Linked DNA regions of Mus musculus: region 2 is linked to region 1. The links are chromatin contacts, called in public promoter capture Hi-C maps. All regions are on one chromosome and are shown on one strand. The core of a region is the stretch at or near the end of the contact, and the rest is flanking DNA. Distances in the headings are between cores, read along the strand shown.

What was found. Promoter capture Hi-C pulls out the DNA fragments that hold promoters and counts their contacts.
Region 2: a promoter capture Hi-C map of hippocampal neurons shows a contact between it and region 1, with 3 times the contacts expected there. The contact joins the enhancer-like site here to the promoter of Nktr in region 1. A contact is called at or near these places in 7 of 39 promoter capture datasets (3T3-L1-derived adipocytes, embryonic stem cells, fetal liver and 4 more), 3 of 484 Hi-C or Micro-C datasets (the N1E-115 cell line, natural killer cells and neutrophils), 1 of 115 datasets of contacts at active chromatin or transcription factors (extraembryonic endoderm stem cells) and 3 of 9 other capture datasets (adipose tissue, liver and pancreatic islet).

Annotation. Positions count from the first base shown.
Region 1 is chr9:121,715,600-121,721,283 of GRCm38.p6, reverse strand. It overlaps Nktr (natural killer tumor recognition sequence), which reads right to left and starts at 2,103. Exons shown (of 17, transcript NM_010918.2): 1 at 1,989-2,103; 2 at 1,739-1,825. The coding sequence starts at 1,796.
Region 2 is chr9:121,878,813-121,884,496 of GRCm38.p6, reverse strand. No RefSeq gene overlaps it. Among named protein-coding and RNA genes, the nearest start is that of Ackr2, 17 kb to the left of the region's middle. Within about 2 kb of position 2,711, at least 96 of the 459 cell types and tissues checked have an H3K27ac peak or open chromatin away from gene starts, as enhancers often do. A contact at or near this core is called in the N1E-115 cell line, adipose tissue, hippocampal neurons and 1 more, where this site is marked.

The DNA of each region.
Region 1 (5,684 bases), core at 854-3,353:
CAAAGAAATTAGAGCCTATGTTAAGAACCTTAATAACCACCAAATATTACAGGATAACAACAGAATGACTTCCAATAGGAACAATTTACTGGATTCATACAGGAAACCTGTTATACAATGTAAAGGTTGTCCCCCTTTTAAATCTGCATTTGCAGTCATCCAACAGTTTTATAATTCAAAAGAAAATCTGTTTTGTATTTGTACTCATGGTAACTGAAAGTACATACTTAATCCTTAACAGTACATCTTGATTTCTGCATCACCTCTGCTTATCAAAGTAAATCTAAATCAGATACTTTTATTTGTGACGCTGGAAATTGAACTTGGAGCCAACAATACAACAGGCAAGCACTCTTCCCAGACAAGCACTCTCCCACTGCTTCTGGCTGATTCTTAAAAATAAGTGGGGCAATAGTGGTGGACACCTTTTATCCCAGCACTCGGTTCTCTTTGAGTTCTACGACAGCCTGGTCTACACAGAAAAACCCTGTCTTGAAATACAAAAACAAAACAAAATTTAAAAGGTTAAAAATAGAAGACGCCTGAAAAAAAAAAGACATTAAACGAAGATGTATAGCCATGTTAAGTACATTCTTTTCAAGACTGACATCCATCTGTGGTGTTGGGGATCAAAGTCAGGTCCTTGGTTATTCGAGGAAAATACTTCCCAGTTATATTCCTATTACTTTCTGAGTATGTTAATACATTAGTTTTGCAAAAAAAAAAAAAAAATCCGTGAAAAATCTCCAGAGTAAGTTTGGTAAATGCTAAATAAACTGCAGCTACAGTCAGGGTCGAAATGTTAGATGAGAAAAACAGAACGTTTAAGATCGCTCCAATCCTTTGTTCAGAACCGTCACCGTCTTCCTTTTATCCTAGAGCCTGAGTTTTCCTTATTCTGTTCCCTCTACTCCAGCCAGACCGGGACCTTCGCTTTCCCTCAAGAAACACAAGCGCTGTCTCAGAACCCAAGCTAACCGTTGGCTGCCACTACCAAGCACAGTTCTCAAAGGCGTCCCTCCACAGGTTCGGCTTCGCACCTACTCAAATGTCATCTTCTCAAGATGGCCTTTCTCGCTCACCGCCTGACTAAAACAGCACTACTGGAGGGAATGCGGTTTTTACCCCTTCACTTCCTGCCTCTTTCCCCCAGGACGTCAACATAAAAGAAGCAGCAGCCCTGCTTTAGTCACTGCTGCCCTTCCAGAGCCCAGGACAAGCAGCTCTCCTGCGAGTCCACTGCGACCTAAGACGTGGCGCACACCACACACCTCCAGTTAAGATCCCTGTCGGTTGAGAACCGCGCATCCGTACACATGTTCCTGCTCGATACACACGCGACCTTTACATGTGTGCGCACCGATGTGTGCAGCAGCCACCTCTCTGCACACAGAGACGTCGACGCCTCGGGATTAATGAATGGCTGCACACTGGACTTCCAAAAAAAAAAAAAAAAAAACCAAACATCGCGGCCGCAGCCTAGGAGCAATCCCGGGGCTACAGAACCCGCACAAGCCCTTCAGTCTCTCCTCTCCAGCCACGTCTCCCGGAGCCAGTACATTCTCGGGAAGGCTCCCGAGGGACAGCGGAGGGCAGCTGGCCGGCTCGTGACCGCGGCGGCTCCGCAGCTCTGGCCGGCCGAGCCCGCCCCGCCCCGCCCCCGCCCGGCTCCGGCTCCGGCTCCGCCGCGTCCACTTCCACCCCGACCCGGGCCCACAGAGGGGCCCGCCCCGCTCACCCGGTTCCCGGTTGATCTCGATGTCGAAGTGACACTGCGGCCGGTCCTGGGCGCCCATCGCGAGCGCAGCAGCGGGACGGCGGCGAGCTGCGGACAGGGAGGAGGGCGCTGAGGGCAGGCGGGCGGCCGGGCGGGGCGGGGCCCGGCCCGCCTGACAGGGACGCGGCCGACGAGAGGCCGCCCCACCCTGCCCACCCGCCCGCCCGCCCACCCCAGCCGCGGCTACCCGCGCTCCCGTCGAGCTTCTCACCTGGCCGCACAGCTCCGGAGAACGCCCTGCCGGCGCCGCCGGAGCCTAACGTCACCAACGGAACGCCACCTCTTCCCCGTGAGGGCCAGCCGGCGAGCGCCACGCCAGAGCTCGCGAGGCCGGACGCAAGCGTCGCGAGAGTTCGTCTCGCCGCCGAGCGGGGTGTGGGGTCGGAGTAGGCGGTCCGCGCCAGGGCTCTCGTGCCCCGCCCCTCAGGATCCCCTGTCCAATCCCGAGTGCGCAGACGTGTGCGAGCTGTCAACCACGGCTCACTCATGCAGCACCGCGAGATTTCTGATTGCGTGGCCAGTGGATGAACGCAGGGTGAATCCCAGGCTTCCGGCCGACGTGGCGGGTGACCTGTTCTCTCTCGTGGTTGATGCGGTCACGCTGTTTGTCTCGCGTTAAAAGAATCGAGGACCAGATGGAGCCAGATGTGCCTCCCTTGCCCGCCAGGGTGAGACGAGGCTGGCCGCCGGCTCGAGGCCAGCCTGGGTCACTTGAGGCTTTCTCAGAAATACAACGAAAGGAAACAAAAATCAAGGCAACAACAAAACCCCGAAGCAAAACACAAACCGTAGCGTTTACACCTGCGCACCAGCGCTTGGTGGGTAAAGGCAGGAGATTCAGAAGTTCAAGGTCAGCCTGAGATACCTGAGACCTGTGAAGAAACCAAACCAGTTGACAGGAGCGATGGTCTAGCAGTTAAGATGGTCTAGAGGCCGCTTTTGCATTGGACCTGGTTCAAAGCCCAGCTCAATAACCGCATGGTGGCTTACAACCATCTCGTTTCAGGGTTTCCATCGCGCTCCCCTGACCTCCGTGGACACCAAGCATGCACATGGTGCCCAGACATACATGCAGGCAAAACAGAAAGTAAAACCTTACAAAAGGAAAGTCTGTGAGCAATAATACACAGCCTTTAATCCCAGCGGCTCGAGAGGCAGAGGTAGGTGGCTCTCAGTCTGAGGTCAGTCAGTTCTACATATTGTCTTCCTGGCCAGTCAGGGCTAGGTAGATCCTGTCTCAAAACAAAAGGTACACAATAAGAATGTGCTGTTGGGGCTGGCGAGATGGCTCAGTGGTTAAGAGCGCCGACTGCTCTTCTGAAGGTCCCGAGTTCAAATCCCAGCAACCACATGGTGGCTCACAACCATCCATAATGAAATCTGATGCCCTCTTCTGGAGTGTCTGAAGACAGCTACAGTGTACTTACATATAATAAATAAATCTTTTTTAAAAAATGTGCTGTTGTAGAAAATTTTAATCACAATCAGTGTTGAGGTTGGGTCTGTTACATAAAGCAAAATTCCATATCCAAAAACCTAAACCTACGAGTGACTTACCGTCTTTCCAAGCTTTTGTACCTTGTTCCTTAATTTAAAACTGTTGGTTAAATAAAATTGGCTACAGCCAATTACTGGAGGGATTCGAGGTAGGTGGATTTTGAGTTACCTGGGTGGGAAGAGTAAGGAGAAAAGAGAGACCAAGTGTAGAAGGAGGAATGGGAGAGAGGAAGCCCCCATGGGGGGAGGCAAAGGATGAGCACACAGCCAGAAAAAACAGTCCATATCTGGGGTACACCCAAGGGAGGTAGCCAGGACAGCAGTTAGAAGAGTACATTAGGAGTTACCCTCCACTCATTTATTTATAAGCCGGGATAAGCTTAAATCGGTTCTACTATGTTGTCTCTGTGTTTGGAGAGATGGCTCAGCTGTTGAGTCCTCACTTACGATGGGTATAGTGGCACGCACCTTTAATCACAGCACCCAGCACTTAGTAGGCAAAGACAGGTTGCTCTTTGTGACTCAAAGGCCAGTCTGTCTACACAGAGAGTTCCAGGAAAGACCACAAAGAGAGACTCTATAGTGAGAATTTTGGTTTCTTAGAAAACCCAGTTATAATTGTGTGAATGTCTTTATTTAACCCCAGGTGTGGGATAAGAGACTACTCCACAGCAGGTGATTATGATTTGCCAAGTGCACTGGCAGGGGCATGCTTTTGCCAGCTGTAGATAGTTTACATTCAGAAGTCTAGGGATGCTTCCAAGGGTATGAACCAGAGTCCTGAGATGAGGTGGGGCGCTCTGGGAATGCTGCTTCTCCTGGAGTTTTGCCAAGTGTTCGTGAGCAAAGAGATGAGAAGAAATTGGAGATATCCTGACCATGAAGATTGGACTTGCCTCAAGTAACTCAACATCCCCAGTCAGCAGGAAATAATCTAAAGAGGTCTGTGCCTCATTTCCTCTCTTTCTTTCCTTCCTACCTAGCGTTGGGGAGTTGGAAGAGATCAGGGTGGAATAAGGGTTGGAAGGGAAGTAGATCTAAGACCCCAATAAAGTAACTCAAAAAAATAGTACCAACACAAATCTGTGTTTAAAATAAGAGTGCTTTCTGTTCTTGCAGAGGACTGTATTAGTTAGGGTTTTACTGCTGTGAACAGACACCATGACCAAGGCAAGTATTAATAAAACAACATTTAATTGGGGCTGGCTTACAGATTCAGAAGTTCAGTCCATCATCATCAAAGTGGGTGCATGGCAGTATCCAGGCAGGCATGGTGCAGGTAGAGCTGAGAGTTCTACTTCTTCATCCAAAGGCTGCTAGTGGAAGACTGACTTCCAGGCAACTAGGGTGAGGATCTTTTTTTTGTTGTTGTTTTTGTTTTGTTTTGTTTTGTTTTTCGAGACAGGGTTTCTCTGTATAGCTCTGGCTGTCCTGGAACTCACTCTGTAGACCCGGCTGGCCTCGAACTCAGAAATCCGCCTGCCTCTGCCTCCCGAGTGCTGGGATTAAAGGCGTGTGCCACCACCGCCCGGCTAGGGTGAGGATCTTATACCCACACCCACAGTGACACACCCATTCCAACCAGGTCACACCTATTCCAACAAGGCCACAACTTCAGATGGTGCCACTCCCTGGTCCAAGGATATACAAACCATCACAAGGACTTACATTGTTTCTAGCACCCACACCAAGTGGCACACAACCACCTCTAACCTCCAGATTCTGATGCAGTGCTCTAGCCCTCCCAGGCACAGACATGGTGCACATAAACTCATGAAAGTGCATACACAAAGTTTTAAAATAAGCAAGAAGTAAAAACAAAAACAAAAATAAATACCAAACCTAGTAGGTTTGGATTCAGTGCTGTTGGGACAACTGTTTCTGTCTTGGCCTTTCTGTCACAACCAGAATTTTGTTCACCTTTTAAATACAGCCCCTGGTCTATGAAATGTGAAGAGATCAGGATATAAATGTTTCATTAGGAAAATACATGTTCTGAACATAACTCTTGTTACATACTCTACCAAATACTTTCTCATGGTCTTGGCCCTGGCTTTTCATTGCTTTTGACTGTCTTCTGTCAAAGGTTTTTATTTCATTTTTACAAATTCTGTTATCAATGAAAGAAAATGTTACTTCCTAGAGCTGAAAATTGTTTGTAGGAATTACAATACTTCTGTAAGTCTTTAAACACTAGTTTCATTTTGGGGGATAAATGCATCGTGTCTACATGTCTATATGTATCTATACATAAATATACACCGCTAAGCACAACCTGCTCAGGCTGCATGTTCTTTGTGTGTTTCCAGGACTGGTGTTGGATGACCAATTGCTGTTCCCTGGGGAAGACTGTTTCTCCCACTCTCAACACTCCTTAGTTGCTAGTAGTTCTTTGTGTAGAGTTGAGGCC
Region 2 (5,684 bases), core at 1,462-3,961, 160 kb before region 1:
AAGCTGTACTACAGAGCAATTGTGATAAAAACTGCATGGTACTGGTATAGTGACAGACAAGTAGACCAATGGAATAGAATTGAAGACCCAGAGATGAACCCACACACCTATGGTCACTTGATCTCGACAAGGGAGCTAAAATCATCCAGTGGAAAAAAGACAGCATTTTCAACAAATGGTGCTGGCACAACTGGCGGTTATCATGTAGAAGAATGTGAACTGATCCATTCTTATCTCCTTGTACAAAGGTCAAATCTAAGTGGATCAAGGAACTCCACATAAAACCAGAGACACTGAAACTTATAGAGGAGAAAGTGGGGGAAAGCCTCGAAGATATGGGCACAGGGGAAAAATTCCTGAATAGAACAGCAATGGCTTGTGCTGTAAGATTGAGAATCAACAAAAGGGACCTCATAAAATTGCAACGCTTCTGTAAGGCAAAAGACACTGTCAGTAAGACAAAAAGGCCACCAACAGATTGGGAAAGGATCTTTACCAATACTAAATCAGATAGGGGACTAATATCCAATATATATAAAGATCTCATGAAGGTAGACTCCAGAAAATCAAATAACCCCATTAAAAAATGGGGCTCAGAGCTAAACAAAGAATTCTCACCTGAGGAATACCGAATGGCTGAGAAGCACCTGAAAAAATGTTCAGCATCCTTAATCATCAGGAAAATGCAAATCAAAACAACCCTGAGATTCCACCTCACACCAGTCAGAATGGCTAAGATCAAAAATTCAGGTGACAGCAGATGCTGGCGAGGATGCGGAGAAAGAGGAACACTCCTCCATTGTTGCTGGGATTGCAAGCTTGTACAACCACTCTGGAAATCAGTCTAGTGGTTCCTCAGAAAACTGGACATAGTACTACTGGAGGATCCCGCAATACCTCTCCTGGGCATATATCCAGAAGATGTTCCATCTGGTAAGAAGGACACATGCTCCACTATGCCTTATTTATAATAGCCAGAAGCTGGAAAGAACCCAGATGCCCCTCAACAGAGGAATGGATACAGAAAATGTGGTACATTTACACAATGGAGTACTACTCAGCTATTAAAAACAATGAATTTATGAAATTCCTAGGCAAATGGATGGACCTGGAGGGTAATCATCCTGAGTGAGGTATCCCAATCACAAAAGAACTCACACAATATGTACTCAATGATAAGTGGATATTAGCCCAGAAACTTAGAATACCCAAGATACAATTTACAAAACACATGAAACTCAAGAAGAAGGAAGACCAAAGTTTGGACACTTTGCCCCTTCTTAGAATTGGGAACAAAACACCCATGGAAGGAGTTACAGAGACAAAGTTTGGAGCTGAGACGAAAGGATGGACCATCTAGAGACTGCCACACCTGGGGATCCATCCCATAATCAGCCTCCAAATGCTGACACCACTGCATACGACAGTAAGATTTTGCTGAAAGGACCCTGATATAGCTGTCTCTTGTGAGGCTATGCCGGTGCCTGACAAACACAGAAGTGGATGCTCACAGTGAGCTATTGGATGGAACACAGGGCCCCCAATGGAGGAGGGACTAATACCCAATATATATAAAGAACTCAAGAAGGTGGACTCCAGAAAATCCCAAGGAGCTGAAGAAGTCTGCAACCCTATAGGTGGAACAACAATATAGACTAACCAGTACCCCCAGAGCTTGTGTCTCTAGCTGCATATGTAGCAGAAGATGGCCTAGTCGGCCATCATTGGGAAGAGAGGCCCCTTGGTCTTGCAAACTTTATATGCCTCAGTACAGGGGAACGCCAGGGCCAAGAAGTGGGAGTGGATGGGTAGGGGAGTGGGGGGGGGGGTAATGGGGGACTTTTGGGATAGCATTTGAAATGTAAATGAAGAAAATACCTAATAAAAATAAAATAAAACCGAAAAAAGAAAAAGAAAAAAGAAGTCAAGTCACAAGGATGGGATAAGGCCTGTGGGAACATCCCAAGTGCAACCTCCAGGTTGTTTACCCACAAGAGGTTATGTGAGCATCAGGAGGCTGCCTTCAGTGCACAGCCACAGCCTCTCTTATTCATGGCTAACTGCTTGGAGATTGCTCAGGGTCTGTGGTTGATCTCATGGCTGAATGTTGGTTAGGACAGCAAGGCTGTGCCACGAAGGGTGGGGTCAGTGTTTACAAACGGCTGACAGGCTGCACAAACGGAAAAACGGGACTCACTTCCTGCCCGTGCAGCTCATTCAGAAATCCATCATGACTAAGGGACACTGCCCTTTCCAGACGGGGGCTCCTGGAAGGGAGAATTGTGTCTTGTTTTTCTGTGGTACTCTGAGTCCACAGTGGCCCATTGGATACACTGAAGCCTCAGGAAGTGTCTGGGACCTTGCTGATAAACATGAGTCCCACACTGTGTTCACTGTCTGTCGGATGATGGACCAGGTTTCCAGTGACACAGGGCAAGGGAAACAAGTTGGAGGTGACAGAGGGAATCTGGATCCACAGCTGGCATGCAAAAGGTCTGGGGACTTGGAAGCAGGATTACACCTCCTCGTCATTCCTTCATTTGGAATATGACCCCACAGTTTGTCAGCACTAAAGCTGAATTTCATATCCCGTCAACAGACATCACCCATGACTTCCTGGAAAATCTGTTTCCCAGAACTACTGGTGTATCTTGAATTTAGAACACTAGTAAACATACAAAGGGCTGGGAGATGTCTCAGTGGGTAAAGTGCTTTCTGAACAAGCGTGAGGACCTGAGTTCATACAAAGAGCTGGGTGTTGGGGGCCTGAGGGCTGCTTTAGCCGTTAAGAGCATTGGCTGCCCTTCCAAGATCCGAGACTCCCAGCATGCACACAATGGCTCACAACTGTCTGTAACTCTAGTTCCAGGGGATATGGTGCAGTTATACATGCAAGCATAAAAATTAAATTTTAAAATTAAAAAAAAAAAAAAAAAAAGATGAGTGGGTGGCACCCATCTGTAATTCTATTGCTGGAGAGAGACAGGCAGATCCCTGGAGTTTGCTGCCCTCTAGCCGAGCTGGTGAATGCCAGGTTCACCGTGGACACATGTGTACACCCACATACAAATACACATAGACACAACATACAGTGTACCACAGTTTCTTAAAGTTGTGGCGACTGAGCCAGATTCTTTTAGGATCCCTACAATTTCGACAGGCTCCCAGATTCAAACATTCCAGAGATTTGAGCCGGAACAAGGTCATGAAACCAAATGTTCCTGAAGACGAAGAGTTCTCTGTTTAAATCCGGATCACACTCCTGCTCAGACCAAGGCCCCCTGCAGAAGCCTGTTTAATTTCTTTAGGATTTTTATTTTTATATGTATGCATGTGCTTATGCACACGTGTTCACGTGCTCAGGTAACCACGGAAGCCAGAAACGAGCTTCCGCCCACCCCCGCCCCGCCCTCGCCCCAGCGGAAGCCACAGGGAGTCGTGAGCCACTTGACCTGGGTGTTAAGAGCTGAAGTCAAACCATCTGGAAGAACAGCAAGTGCGCCTAACAGCTGAGCCATCTCTCCAGCCCATCAGCCACTAGCAAGGAAGAGACCAGCGCCCTCTACTGGGAGCACGTCTAAGAATCTGTAACATCCTAATAGCATCCATTCACCAAGCGTTTGGGTTCCAGGGCCATTTTCATTTCCCCAAGGAAGTTTGCAGGCTCATTACCAGAGGCTGGGACATCTTGGGGGACACATGCCTATGCCCACATAATGGGCACACCTTAACTCAAAGTGCCTCCCTTCACGCCCCCACATCCTTCATGTTACACATTCCTTCTTGGCAGTGCAAGATTCCCTCTTCCTTGCTTACTGGGAGTCAGGGACAGCCTGACTACAGGGCAACTCTCCCTTCCACTGAGACCTAAAAGAAACCCACACTTTGCCTTGAGGGTCTGAACTCTCATTGGAGCTTCCACCACGTTCGTGGTGCTAAACTAATAAATCTCTTACTAGACAGGATAATCTGCCTTAGTGTCCCACCTCAACCCCAAACCGGAGACCTTTCACTCTGTGGCCCAAAACAGCCAACCAATACGCAATCTGTGGCAGGGAGGATTGCGTCTGAGGTAGTTTGGAAGTGAGAGAAAGTTTTATAGAGGTCACCACGTGAGGAGTTTGGGGAAGATGCTAAAGCCTGCCGCACTAGTCATCTTTGCAAAGGCCTGAAAGAGGGGAGACCTGTGGACGAGGCAGTTGCCAACAAACGACTGGGTAGTCTGAGTGGGCATTCCTGGGCTCTCTGTATGGTCAAGATCCACCCTGCAGGATCTCACTTCACCTCCTGCACCTAAGGTGACTCCTTTGGCATCTGCACACAGTGCCAGGAACCTTCTGAGTGGTTGTGCCTAGTGCACCACGGTGCCTCACAGTGCACTGCCTCTCTCTCTGCAGGCTGCAACTGCTCCAGGGCCTCGGTGCTCTCTGACGTACATCTAGGCTTGTCTTGTCCTATCCATTTGATGTGTTTGTAGTTTGTCAACTCCTCTAGAGCCGTGACTTACAAAGACATTACCAGAATTTTAGGATCAAAGCCTAGCTCTGGATGTCCCAGTAAGGTAGTTAGTTCAGCCTCCCAGCCCCAATAATGGCAATCGATCAAAGAGTCAAGTAATAGTGAAAAGCAGAGAAAAGTTTATTCAGTCTGTGGCTACACTGAGATGAGGAACAGTGAGGTGCAGGACACCCATGTCTGTATTCAGGGTCATGACATGAGGTTTAGAATGCGTGTGTGTGTTTCTGTGTGTGTGTGTCTGTGTATGTGTCTGTGTATCTGTGTGTGTCTGTCTGTGTCTGTCCTGTGTCTGTGTCTCTCTGTGTGGCTGTGTGTTTGTGTGTCTCTGTGTGTCTGTGTTGTGTATGTCTCTGTGTGTGTCTGTATGTCTATGTATGTGTCTGTATGTCTGTGTCTGTGTTGTGTCTGTATGTGTTCCTGTGTGTCTGTGTGTGTTGTGTCTGTATGTGTTTCTCTGTGTTTTTGTGTGTGTCTGTGTGAATATGTATCTCTGTGTTGTATCTGTGGATGTGTGTGTTTCTGTGTTTGTGTGTGTGCATATGTCTGGGTCTGTGTTGTGTCTGTGTGTCTTTGTGTGTGTCTGTGTCTGTAGGTGTTTCTCTCTGTGTATGTTTGTGTGTATATGTGGAAGCCAGAGTTAGATATCAGTTATCTTTCTCAGTTGCTCTCTACCTTACTCTCTGGTTCTCTCACTGATTCTGCTAGACTAGCTGGCCAGCAAGCCCAGGATCCTCCTGTGGGAAGCCACATGTGCCGTTGCAGAGTAGCGCTGGCTACTGCTGGCCACCACGCATAAGTTTGGACAAATAACCAATGTGTACATATGCAGTAAAGTTTTTTTGTCCAGTCACTGCCTGGCCCGACGCATATTAATCAGGTACTGGTAGCATAACCAATCAGGTATGGACACGTCACTCCTAGGCCTATATAAGCAGCACCATTTCTGGGCTCAGGGTCTTTCGCCTCTGCAATCAATGCTCTCCCAATAAACGTGTGCAGAAGGATCCTATTGTGGCGTCGTTCTTGCTGGCGAGTCGGGCGCGCAAGATCCTCCTGCCTCCACTTCCCTGCTCCGGGATTATGCCAACCACAAAGCCTCTGTCTTGATCACTGAGTGGTCCTTGTGACCTCAGGACCATACTTGAGTCTAGCAGACCTAAGGAGCT